Linked DNA regions of Mus musculus: all the other regions are linked to region 1. Evidence: chromatin contacts called from public Hi-C and promoter capture Hi-C data. All regions are on one chromosome and are shown on one strand. The core of a region is the stretch at or near the end of the contact, and the rest is flanking DNA. Distances in the headings are between cores, read along the strand shown.

What was found. Promoter capture Hi-C pulls out the DNA fragments that hold promoters and counts their contacts. A called contact is a pair of places that touch in the nucleus more often than the background predicts.
Region 2: a contact with region 1 is called in a promoter capture Hi-C map of pre-B cells, with 4 times the contacts expected there. The contact joins the promoter of Fadd here to the promoter of Tspan32 in region 1. A contact is called at or near these places in 1 of 39 promoter capture datasets (pre-B cells), 2 of 484 Hi-C or Micro-C datasets (B cells and CD8 T cells) and 2 of 115 datasets of contacts at active chromatin or transcription factors (acute myeloid leukemia and microglia).
Region 3: a promoter capture Hi-C map of pre-B cells shows a contact between it and region 1, with 6 times the contacts expected there. The contact joins the promoter of Ppfia1 here to the promoter of Tspan32 in region 1. A contact is called at or near these places in 2 of 39 promoter capture datasets (liver and pre-B cells) and 2 of 115 datasets of contacts at active chromatin or transcription factors (double positive thymocytes and large pre-B cells).
Region 4: a Hi-C map of B cells shows a contact between it and region 1, with 8 read pairs. The contact joins the promoter of Chid1 here to the promoter of Tspan32 in region 1. A contact is called at or near these places in 1 of 39 promoter capture datasets (the C10 cell line) and 1 of 484 Hi-C or Micro-C datasets (B cells).

What each region holds. Positions count from the first base shown.
Region 1 is chr7:143,004,301-143,007,190 of GRCm38.p6, forward strand. Tspan32 (tetraspanin 32) reads left to right here and starts at 1,359. Exons shown (of 8, transcript NM_020286.3): 1 at 1,359-1,718; 2 at 2,608-2,705. The coding sequence starts at 1,619.
Region 2 is chr7:144,580,904-144,583,793 of GRCm38.p6, forward strand. It overlaps Fadd (Fas (TNFRSF6)-associated via death domain), which reads right to left and starts at 1,538. Exons shown (of 2, transcript NM_010175.6): 1 at 1,201-1,538. The coding sequence starts at 1,486.
Region 3 is chr7:144,552,254-144,555,143 of GRCm38.p6, forward strand. It overlaps Ppfia1 (protein tyrosine phosphatase, receptor type, f polypeptide (PTPRF), interacting protein (liprin), alpha 1), which reads right to left and starts at 1,476. Exons shown (of 32, transcript NM_001195086.1): 1 at 1,266-1,476; 2 at 17-280. The coding sequence starts at 280. It also overlaps the pseudogene Gm35626.
Region 4 is chr7:141,538,427-141,541,316 of GRCm38.p6, forward strand. Chid1 (chitinase domain containing 1) reads right to left here and starts at 1,402. Exons shown (of 13, transcript NM_001142681.2): 1 at 1,347-1,402.

The sequences.
Region 1 (2,890 bases), core at 109-2,608:
TTTTGAGGTGGGGGTCTCACTGAGTGTGTTAGGTTAGCCTCTGACTTGCTAATACCTTCCTGCCTCAGCCTCCCAGGTGCTGGCTGTGGGAAGCATGCTCTGCTTTTGTTTTTCAATCAAATATGGCTAGTTCACCGAAGGTCAATACAAACAGACTTCCTCCATCTTGAAACGCCTATGCCTGTTTGCCCAACCCCTGGACATTTCCTGAGATTTGACTCTATCACACCCTTCCCCTCTGTGCCAGTTATGAATTGGTTAATGCCATCAGGTCGGTCATGAGACACATTTGCCACTTGCAGAAGTCCTGTTTGGGGATTAGTCCCAGGAGGACTTTGGGACATGAGGTCTAACCAAACACTAAAGGTTTTTACGTAGCTGGACAGTTACAGGTTAGTACACCCTTACAACCAATGCCATGCCTTATAACCATAGGTCCTTCTCTTTCTGCTCCCCTCAAGACTCCACCCCTCCCCATGCTGCAGTGTAGCCCAGCCTACCCAAAGGGAGGCCTCATGCCTACAAAAATCCAGTTATCTTGGGCCAGGCCAGAGCAACAGCTGGTATAGAAACTGCCCCCCTTCCGGCCTGCCCTTCTTCCTTCCCCCAACACAGCCACTAGGTTACAAGGGTTGCTGACAGATAGGAGGACACAATGATACCTACTGTGTCTGCTGTGGTCTGAGGTCCCCACCCACTGGGGAACCACAGAAGGGAGGAGAGTAAAGAGGAAGGGAGGAGAGGGGAGGTGAAGGGAGGGGAGAAGAGAGGAGAGGAGACGAGGGCAGAGAGGAGAGGAGCTGAGCACCATGGGGCACTGGAATCGAATCAAGATTGCCAAATGCCAGATACTGATCACCAACTTCCTAGTCTTGGTAACATGCATGTGGGGCAGGAGTGGATGGGTGGGCAGGCAGGAGAGGAAATAGTTCACCATGCCCGGGCTTCCAGCACTGTGGTCTTCCCTCCTGCCACACCACAGTCCCTCAGACTGGTTCTGGGTCCCTGGTGGCCACCTTTAGAGGACTGTGAACATCTGTACCTGATGTCCTTGTAGGCAAGGGTCAGTGAAGAGCCTGGGAAAACCTAGGTTGGCTGGTGACTTAAGAGTGTGCAAGGACTACCCGGAAGGGGTGCTGCTTGGGACCCAGAGACTGGGACTGCCAGGTCAGGGACTGCAGACGAGTCTCTGCAGACAGTTTGATATGAGCTCCTGGGTCTTCAGATGGGAGGACACAGCGATACCTACTGTGTCTGCTGTGGTCTGAGGTCCCCACTCACTGGTGAACCACAGAAGGGAGGAGAGTAAAGAGGAAGGGAGGAGAGAGGAAGTGAAGGGAGGGGAGAGGAGAGGAGAGGAGAGGAGCTGAGCACCATGGGGCACTGGCTAGTGTGTTTTCTACTTATCTCTGTGTGTAGTACACTATCTGTGAGTGCCTGCCCACAGAAATATGTAGGCCTCCTGTAGCTGCCTTGTTCCTGTGCACCAAGGAAGCTGGAGGGAGCCAGGCTGGGGGCCTAAGAAGCCCAGACCCTATATTCTGTCAGGGTGAGGGGCCTCTGCAACTCCCCAGCGCTGACAGTGAGCCCACTTCACCCTCAGCTGCTGGGCCTCTCTATGGCCACCATGGTGGTTGTCATTCACTTTGGAGACCACTTTACTGTGATTGGCCATGCATCGTTGGAGAGGAACCCCTATGAAACACTGCGCTATTGGGGTAAGTGAGACCAGAAATGGCTGTGGAGTGGAAGTGAGAGGGCTCCAGGGCCAAACACATCTGGGAGGAACAGACCTTACTCCCCAGCCCTAGGCTGCCCAGAGGAGCTGGCTTTGGCCAAAAACCAGAGGTCAGGAGTAGGGAGAGGCAGCCCCAGTGTCTGGGTTGGACTAACAAAGGTGGGGAGGTTTAGGCGACAGCAGGCACTCCTGCCTTGATTCGCCTGCCCCATAGCAGTGGTGAAGCTGTGGCAGGGCCCAGATCTATGTGTTCAGGGCAGGGATCTCCTGGGGCCCACTCAGGTGGGCCTGTGGGGCTTGGCAGGGAATACCATATACAGAGGGCAGAAAATGTGCAGCTAGGACCCAACCTGCCAGGGTGCCTCACTTCCACAAGAACAAGGCCACTTTAATAAGAGGAATGCAAGGAATCTAGGAAGGTCACCACCCAGTAGGAAAAAGTGGAAAACTGAGGCCCCTGAATGGGGGATGGGTAGCCCCAGTCCCTGCCTTCCAAGGCACTAGGCCTCCCTTAGGCAGGAAGCCTGGGGCCTGGGCCTGCACTGATAAGGTACAGCCTACACTGTCACCTGTCACTAGAGTATGGGGATGTCCTTAAAGATAGTCTGTGAGGCAGGGAGGACAGGAGGAATGGGGGAAAGAGTACTGTCTCTTAGCTACCTTCTCTTCCCCCTTCCTTCTCAGCCTCAGGAGGACAGGCTATTGGGCTATGGACATTCCTTCTTTTGAGCCAGAGATATGTGCCTTTTGGGACCTCCCCGAAGGTCAGTTCTAGCTCTGTGACTCCCAAAGTAGATAGATTTCAGATCCAACCTCTATGCCCAGTCCCCAGGCTAGATTCCATACCCTCTGTCTTTCTCTTCCCACAGCCTTCTATGTGGGGATCAGCCTAGCGGGGCTCCTGAGCCTGGGAGCTGCTCTGAGCACCATAGCCACTGTGAGGGAGGCCCATGGCCTCATGGCTGCGGTAAGTTCCATGTGCTGCCAGACGACCCCGGCTCCCAGACCTCAGACGGGGACAAGAGCTGGAGAGGAATAAGACCAGGGAGCTGCCTGACCCCAGCAGAAGTATCCAGAAAGAAGCAAAGGTCAGGGGATATAGACCAGTGAGTCCCTCCACTTACACAGTCAGGACCTTCCACTTGCTCAATC
Region 2 (2,890 bases), core at 288-2,787, 1.6 Mb after region 1:
CAAGTCTCCCTACCGGCCACCAAGCATGGGCCTGAGCACTTCGAAGACAACATCACTTCAAAGCCACTCAGGTCCTGTGCTGACACTAAGTAGCACAGGAGCTACTTCAAGATACCCAAAGTGGCCTGATCTGCCCAGCCACATTCTCAGCCTGGGCCACAGCGAGCTATGGCTTAGAAGACTGTCAACTGAGGACTGGAGTGTCAGAGGGAAAAAGCAGGGCTGCCCTAACACCCCGCTCAATAGTGGGTTGGCCAAAGTCCCCAAAGCTACATCTTACACTGTGACCTTTGCTGGTTTGACCAGACACCACAAAAGATCTGTCTCTGTGCTACTCTGGAGCCCCTGCTTAGACACAGGCAAGGTGTAATCTCTGTAGGGAGCCCTGGGCAGTGGCTGAAGACCCTTTACTGGATTCCTGTAACAATAACAAACATTGGAATGCCTTGGAGATGTGAATACACAATCCATTTTCGTGTGGATCTTGCACACACCGGCAGTGGGAAGCTTTACTCCACAGGCCCTCCAGCTGCTTTGATGTTCTGTGTCACTGTAGACAAAGAGCAACGGTGACAACCAACCAGGAACTAAATAAACCTTTGCCCCTTTAAATGGCTTCTCGAGTATTTGTCACAAGTGATCAAGTGTCTAATATATGCTTAATCTGTATCTACATCCCAAGGCCAGCCTGGTGTTGCTCAGCTGTGGCTGCTATCCACTGTGCGTTATGGGGAGGCATAGCGCCTCCTCTCTACGCAAAACAGAAGTAACTGCCGATAACCAGACACTGCACTCTGGACCAGAGAGCACAGCCGCCGCGCAATCTTTCCTTGGCCAGGAAGGGCAGTCTTGGACACAGGCACTCCCACTACGGAAATGGTGCCGAGCAGCCGGCACACGTGACCTCTGCCCACTCTTCAACGCTACCCTCACTGGGGTTAAGATGCCTTAGTCACATTCACTTCTTAGCTGAGTTTTCCAACGAAGCACTGCAGGTCTGAGGCGAGTTAATACTGGGGTTGGGCAAGTGGCACGAACCCTTGGGTTCAACCTTGGCACTGCCAGTAAGAAACAAGACCTCCCAGCTTCCGGCTCAAGCGGTTGAAAAAAGTGGGCGTGCCCTAGAGTCCATCCCAGTCGGAGCCAGTGGAGGGTGCACTGAGGCCAGGCCTCCCCGCCCATTCCCCGCCCCCTGCCCACCTGCCTCCCCCGGGGGCGCAGCGGTCGCCGTCCCCGCCTCGAAGTCGTCCAGGCGCTGCAGTAGATCGTGTCGGCGCAGCGAGGCCAGCAACTCGCGCAGCAGCCCGGTGTGCCCGCGCTCCAGGTCGTTCTGCTCCAGCAGCACCGTGAACAGGTCCAGGCCACTCTGCACGCGCTCCAGCTTTCGTTTGCTCACGCGCTCGCGGCACAAGAACTTGAGCTCCATCAGATCGTTGCCCGACAGGCTGCCGGACAGCGAGTGCAGCAGCACCAGGAATGGGTCCATGGCAGTGGTACGCCGGGCTGCCCCTCAGCGATCCCACATAGGAAATCACCTTAGGCTTTCCCGCCCAGCGTCTCGCGGGATGTCCAAATCAGACGCATGCGCTTCGGATGTGGCTGTAACCGCTTCCGCCCGGGCTGGCATCCGCTGTTGTAGTAGCTTTGACAGCTGAGCTGCGTTGACTTCAGCTTACGCGCGCGTTTCTCACCCCGAGGCAGAACAGATCTTGTTCACCAGAAGTGTAACGTGGATCCTCTTGGGGCTCTGAGGAGCTGCGCAGCCCTACTGTGTGGGGGGGGGCTGGAAGAGCAGCTGCAGATGCCTACGGCTGCCAGATCATGTTCTATCACCGGAAAGAAGGAAAGAGAGAGAGAGAGAGAGAGAGAGAGAGAGAGAGAGAGAGAGAGAGAGAGAGAGATGGATGGAGTTACTTATGGGCTGGAGAGACAGTTCAGGGGTTAAGAGCACTGGCAATTCTTACAGAGGACCTTCACGAATTCAATTCCCAGCACTCACATGATGGCTTACAACCATCTGTAATTCCAGTTCCAGGGGCTTTGACATCCTCTTCTGGCAAGCACACTTGTGGTATGCTGACAAAATACTCGTACATATAAAAACCATTAAATATTCCTTGGTATATGTATGAGCATTTGTAGGTGGTTTAGTGCTCCTACAGGTCTTCAAGTGCCCACGGAGGACAGGAAAGGGCATGGATACCCCTAGGACTAGAGTTCCGTTTGGATGTGAACTCTTGTGTGGATCCAGGTTCTCCGTGAGAGCAACACAGTGCTCTTAACCGCCAATCCATTCCCCCAGGCCAATAATATGTATATTAAAATGAGTAGAAGAGAGGATTTGGAATATTGTCATCAGAAAAAGTTGATGTGTGCCGGAGGTTGTAGAGACACTAACTGCCCTGCTTTGAGCTTTCGTTAACAATACACTGATTCCACAGCCACACCCAAGTACTGCTCATGAGTTAAAAAGTGCCTGTTGCCCAAGCTTGAGGACCCATGCTCAGATCCTGGTGTCCACATAAAAAGACGAACAAGGAGGTGCCCATCTGAAACCCCAACTTTGGCAGAGACAGATGGATTCCTGGTGCTCAGTGGCCAGGCACTCTAGCTGAATGGCTGAGCTCCAGGTTAGTGGGGCGCAGTTATGCACAGCATACCCAGCAGGGTTGACTTATATTTTTTTAGATTGACTTATAATTCACCCATTTAAAGTTCAGTGCTTTGGTTGATTTTTGAGACAGGGTCTCACGCTGTAGCCCAGACAGACAGCTGAGGCTGTATAGAATGACAAATGGGGCTGGAAAGGTGGCTCGAGGTTAAGAGCGTTTGTTACTCTTCCAGAGGATCTGGGTCTGGTTGCAAACAACTATGCAGGACTGCTTACAAC
Region 3 (2,890 bases), core at 226-2,725, 1.5 Mb after region 1:
AGTTTGATGGGCATACCTGTGGAAGTGCAGTATTGAGCTGCCTCTGCAAAGAATCTCTTTCATGACCAACTTCATGCAACTTCCCCTGGGTTAATGCCAGTGTTTCTTGTGTCTCTCTTAGTGTGTCCAGAAGGCGGTCCCGTTCTTCCAACATGGAAACCATGAGCTGCTCAAAATGCGAATCAGCATCTGGCTGTGAAGGGGAGCCTGACCCATGGCTCCCACCTCCTCCTGGAGGGCCTTCTGCTTCACTAATGGTCGGCATCACCTCGCACATCATCTTGAAAAAGGAACGGTACAGACCACAATCAGTAGGTGCAGAACAAGAGTTTCCACAAACCTGCAGCTTTCTGAGCACCACCTGTGGCTAATGAGAAAAAGGCTGACAGCCCCAGAGCTATCCGTGACGATCATCCACTCTGGATGCACACACTCTGGGAAGTAGCATGCACAGGTCAATATAATGAGCAGATTGGGGGAGACAGTCCTGGGAGCAAGAGGAGCTGGGATGCTCACCTCCAACCAGTGGGGGTCTGTTTAAAATCCACATTTAACAGCTGAAGACAGTTTCCTCAGGAAGAGAGATTCCAAACAGTCCCTCAACCACAGAAGAAGACTGGAAACTGACAAAACACCAGCACTATGGACCCAAGCATCCTCCAGGAATGTGTGCAGTCAGCTCCTGGGAAGGACTAGCAGGCACCCTGACTTGTGGGGCTGGATATTTGGTGATCAGCGGAAAAAGCAACTGGATTGGCTTTTTAAAGTCTGGACAGAAGTGTTTAGCAAAGGCCTGCTGCTGTGTAACGGTTGGTCAGCCAACCCAACTTACATAAGTTCACAGTCAAAGACAGGGGAAAAGAACAGAAAGAGAAAATATACCCACACTGGGAATCTAGGAAGTCGGGACAACAGGGCTAGGTTAAAAAAAAAAAAAAAAGGAGGAGGAGGAGGAAAAGGTGAGATGGAACTAGAGATTGCATGCTGTCAGGGCACAGGGTGGAGGATGAAGCAGAAGGCGCTGCAGGTGCATCTGAGCAGCACCCGCTGCCCCGGCCTGGCTCAGCTGACCCCACAGCCTCACTGCCCCCAACCTCACTTACTCTGGCCAGTCTAAGCGAACTCGGACCTAACTGCTATCAACCCGTTTTGCCAGGCTAGCCGCAACTCTGCTGGCTCTGCTGACCCCCGCACACTGACCCTGCCGACCCGGCCCCACCGACCCTGGCCCGCCACCCAGCGCGGCCCGCTCCACCCGCCCTCACCTTGGCCGGCGGGCGCGGCTCCGGGGCTATGAAGCGGCCTTCGGGCGGCGGCCGGCTGCGGGCCGACCCACGCAGCCCCGCGGCTGCGTCCTCGCCCGGCCCCCGGGCCCGCCGCCCCGCTCGTCACGAAGGCCGGCCCGCCGCCGCGGGACACTAGCGAGCGCAGAGAACCGGGCCCGGCGCGTCGCCGGCGTCAACGTGCCCGACGTCCGGCGCGTCGGCGCGAGCGTCAGCACCGCCCCCCGCGGGAGAGGTTGGCCGCGGGGCCGTGCGCATGCGCTAGATCCGCGGTAGTGGGCGGGCGGTCTATCGGGAGATCCAATTGGCTAGTCCTCGCTTTAGCCCCGCCCCCGGCAGGCCAACCCCCTGCGGAGACAGGGCGACCGTGGAAACACCGGTAAAGATCTCTGGCAGGTGTGCGCAGCTCGCAGTCCTGCTTCCGTGCTCTCACGCCAGTGTGTGTGTGTTGACGTCACCCAAACGCCGACGTCACCTGAGCACTCGCCCCCCCCCTCAAAACCCAAGACCTCTGGGGAGTCCCGCCGGACCACCTGCAAAACCGGAAAGTGCTGACAGGTCGGGCAAGGTACCTTCTACCTCTATGCCTACCCTTCAGAAGTCTGAGGCAGGAGAATTACAGCAAGGTGGAGACTCTGCCTGTAAAATACAAACAAAGGCTACTGCCATCAACCCTGACGACTGAGTTCGAACCCTAGGACCCAGAAGACCTGCAGTAGATCCTCGGAACCTACATAGTCCTGAATGTTGTCCTCTGACCTGCACACATGTATCGTGTGGGTGCATACATGTGCTCACATTCACACGCGCACACACAACAACAACAAAATGTAAGGGCTCAGTCACTCTTGCAAGTATTAGAACCTAAGTTCCATTTCCCAGACTCCACGTAAAAATAAAAAGCTAGCTGGCCTTGGTGCTACACGCCTTTATTCCCAGCACCCAGGCAGATCTCTGGGTTCAAGCTAGCCTTGTCTACATAGTGAGTTTCAGGACAGCCAGGAGTACATACTGAGACCTTGTTTTAAAACTTTTTTTTTTAATTAACGCCAATAAAATAGTCCAGAAACCAAAGCAAAATGATCATCAACCATAACTGAAAAGCCAATAAAACTTTCCAAAGGCCAAGGCAAGAATACTGTCGACTAGTATAGGCTACATAGAGAGCCAGGACAGTCAGGGTTACATGGGCAGATTCCTGTTTCAAGAAGTCAGTAATTAATTACAAAGTCAAGTTACAAGTATAACCAAGCACAATAGTGCCCACCTGAAATCCTAGCACTCAGAAAGCAGAGGCAGGCAGGCAGATCTCTGAGTTTTGCCCGATCTATATAATGAGACCTTTTTCCACAAAACAAGTCAGAATGTAAATAGAAGCAGCAAAGTCTTTAAGGACTATCAGCCACTGCACACAAGTTCTCAGTTGCCTTGATCTCAGGTTTGGATTTGAGGAAATGCTCAAGCCAGACGTGGTGGCGCACGCCTTTAATCTCAGCACTGGGGAGGCAGAGGCAGGCGGATTTCTGTGTTCGAGGCCAGCCTGGTCTTCAAAGTGAGTTCCAGGACAGCCAAGGCTATATAGAGAAACCCTGTCTCAAAAAACAAAA
Region 4 (2,890 bases), core at 152-2,651, 1.5 Mb before region 1:
AAACCAACACAGGGGGCAGCCCACCAAGCCATGGGGCACGTGGCTACCATCCCATCCCAACTATACAATGCAATGCAAACAGGACTGTGATAAGATGGCTCAAGTTATAGTTCTGTCACCAGCACACTGTCTCTGGGCCTCCCTGGGCTCCAGTCTAGAGATCTGTGGAAAGTTCTTTGGAAATTTTCCATCACAGAGTGTTCAAGATTTGAGGCTGCGCTGAGGGTAAGGCCTCATGTACCTAGCAAACTTGAAGGAACCCATACAACTTGCTGTATACCCTCCTACCTGAGGCTGGGCCCTCCACATAGAGCTCATTCTCTATGCCCGACAGCCACTCTGGCCTTGCTAACTCGTTTGCACACTCATGTCATCGTTCGTTCATTTGTGGCTCCACAAGCTATGCACACTAACTCACATATCTGAAATCTCTGACTTCGTTATCTTACATCCTGGTTCATGTTTATACTCCTTTATACACCACTCACCCATGTTTCTTCATATCCAGCTACACTGGCACATACATAAACTTAACACATTCACTACTGTGCTGTTCACACGTGCTTCCTGCGGCTTCTTTTGCCCCACCCCCAAACTCTTTTTTGGAGACAGGGTCTTGCTATGTGGCCCTGGCTGACCTGAAACTCACTCTATAGACCAGGGTGGCCTCGGACTCACAGAGATCCATCTGCCAGCCTTTGCCTCCCGGGTGCTAGGATTAAAGCCATCGCTACGGGCTCTCTTGATTTTATGCAACGGCCTGTGCTCGCTCATATTCTCAGATTACTGTTGGCTCGAAAGCTTCCTCACAGTCACACACTTGGCGCTCACACTTCTACTAAAGAACAATGTCACACTCTCTCCCATACCTGCTCTCACCCTAACACTCTCTCACCCTTGCTCATACTCATCCCCACTCGCTTTCTCACCCCTAATAAAGTCCATGTTCTCACATCTCCCCTCACCCATTCGGGCCCTCACACCCGCTCGCTCTCTCACATACGCCCTTACTCTCAGGCTGACACACCTGCTTTCTGACACCTACTCACCCTCACATCTGTTTCTTCCACCAGCTCACCCTCACATCTGCTTATTCCGCACGAGCTCCCACTCACCCTCACATCTGTTTCTTCTCACACTGACACGATCGCTCTCCCCCTCAAACCCTCTCATCCTCACTCACTTCCTCGCCCTCACATTCATAGCTCCCATATTGCTCTCATCCGTGCCCTCTCCTTCCCGCTCACACTCTGCCCGTTCTGTCCGGGGAGAGCCTCGCTGCCCGACGTTCCCGCATTGTGACGCGGAAGATGAAGCAGTCCCATTGCCGCCACAGCCGGGCTCACCTTCATGTCAGGAGACCGGCCAGACCCATCAAGCACGGCCGGAAGACGATTTAATCAACCGGAAGTCCCGCCCACTGGCCTCCACAAGCTCCCGCTGCGCCACGCCAGCTTCCTAGATGCCTTGCGCACGGCACGCTGGGATGGGGCGGGACCGAGATGGCTGGAGGGCGGAGTTAGAGGTGGAGCCTCGTAGCGACCGGCGAGCTGGAGAAGGGCTGAGAGTGGATCGGGACCGTCAGTTGGATGAAGACAGAGCTGAGTGTGCGGAACGTGTACTTCGTAGCCGTAGGTGCTGTTTCCGCTCCTGCAGCCAGTCCCTCTATTGATCAAGGGCCTGTCGTACAGCAGAATAGTGGGGTCAGATCCCGAAATCCTCCCAGAGAAGTTGGTGGTGATGTTGAACATCCCCTCTCCGGGATTGATGGCTGGCTGCCTCAGCACTGTGCTGAAGTCTACATTACGTCCACTTATGTGACCACCAAGGCCTTTAGGGTCTTGGGAACCCATCCCTGTCAAGTATGGGGGACGTGGGTCACTATGCGCATAGTCAGTTCCGTAGTCTCCCAGATGTGTCAGGACAGACTGTGCGCCAAGTCTTTGAACCTCCACATTATCCCAGTTGCCACATTTCTGTCACTATCTATAGGTTTGCAGTGCCCACTACACTGTCTCCAGTAGAGACACTGCTCCAGGCAATATAACATCCTTCTCCAGATGGCCTAGCACAGCGAACATTCTATCTGCCTAAATCCCAGAGCTGTCTTGGTCCTCGTTTTTGGTCTTGCAAATTGTAGGAGCTAGAACCCACAGAGGCAGACACCACGCTCCCCACCCCCATCTCAGCTTTAGCAAGAGGAGCCCAGACACTTCTTCGAGTGGGTTGAAAGCACACGTGACCAGCATTTTTATTTTTCATCAAGCTGACTAGTCCCCACCCCCATCCCTTGCTGTTCCCAGCAGTTTCCTGCAGAAACCACATTTGGCCTGTCCACACCCAGTTAAACCCTCTGGCCCACTCCACTATGGTCTGTTCCAGGATTTGCAGTGCGGCTGTTTCCCCATTCCTGCTGCTGCAGAGGTTTCTCACTGAGCTGAGCTTCGTGTTCTTCCTTCCGAATCACGTTTCCTCCTTTCTCTTCCCCATATTTTCTGCCAGCTGTCCCCCAAGCCTTTCTACAGGGGCGGGGCTGGGTGTGTATGCTAAGGCATGCTGTGCATCACCATCTGCTTTCCTGGCATCCAGCTCAGCACCCTACTAGGAACAAATGCCCAGAACAGTGATTCCAAGTGGGCAGAACTCTGGAGAGGTGGATGTCCTGAGAATTGTTCAGTCCAAGCAATACTAAAGAGACCATCATTCTTTTAAACCAGCGAAGGCATTTGGATCTGACTGATGTAAGAGGTCTTTGAGCTAAAGACTTGGCAAAGTCCACTAAGGATTCCACTCCCAGTCTGTGTTGCAGACTCTTAAGAACAGAAAGGAGAGAAAAACAGAACTCAAGACCAGCCCCTTTCAGGGTTCCATTAGACAGATGCTCAGGAGC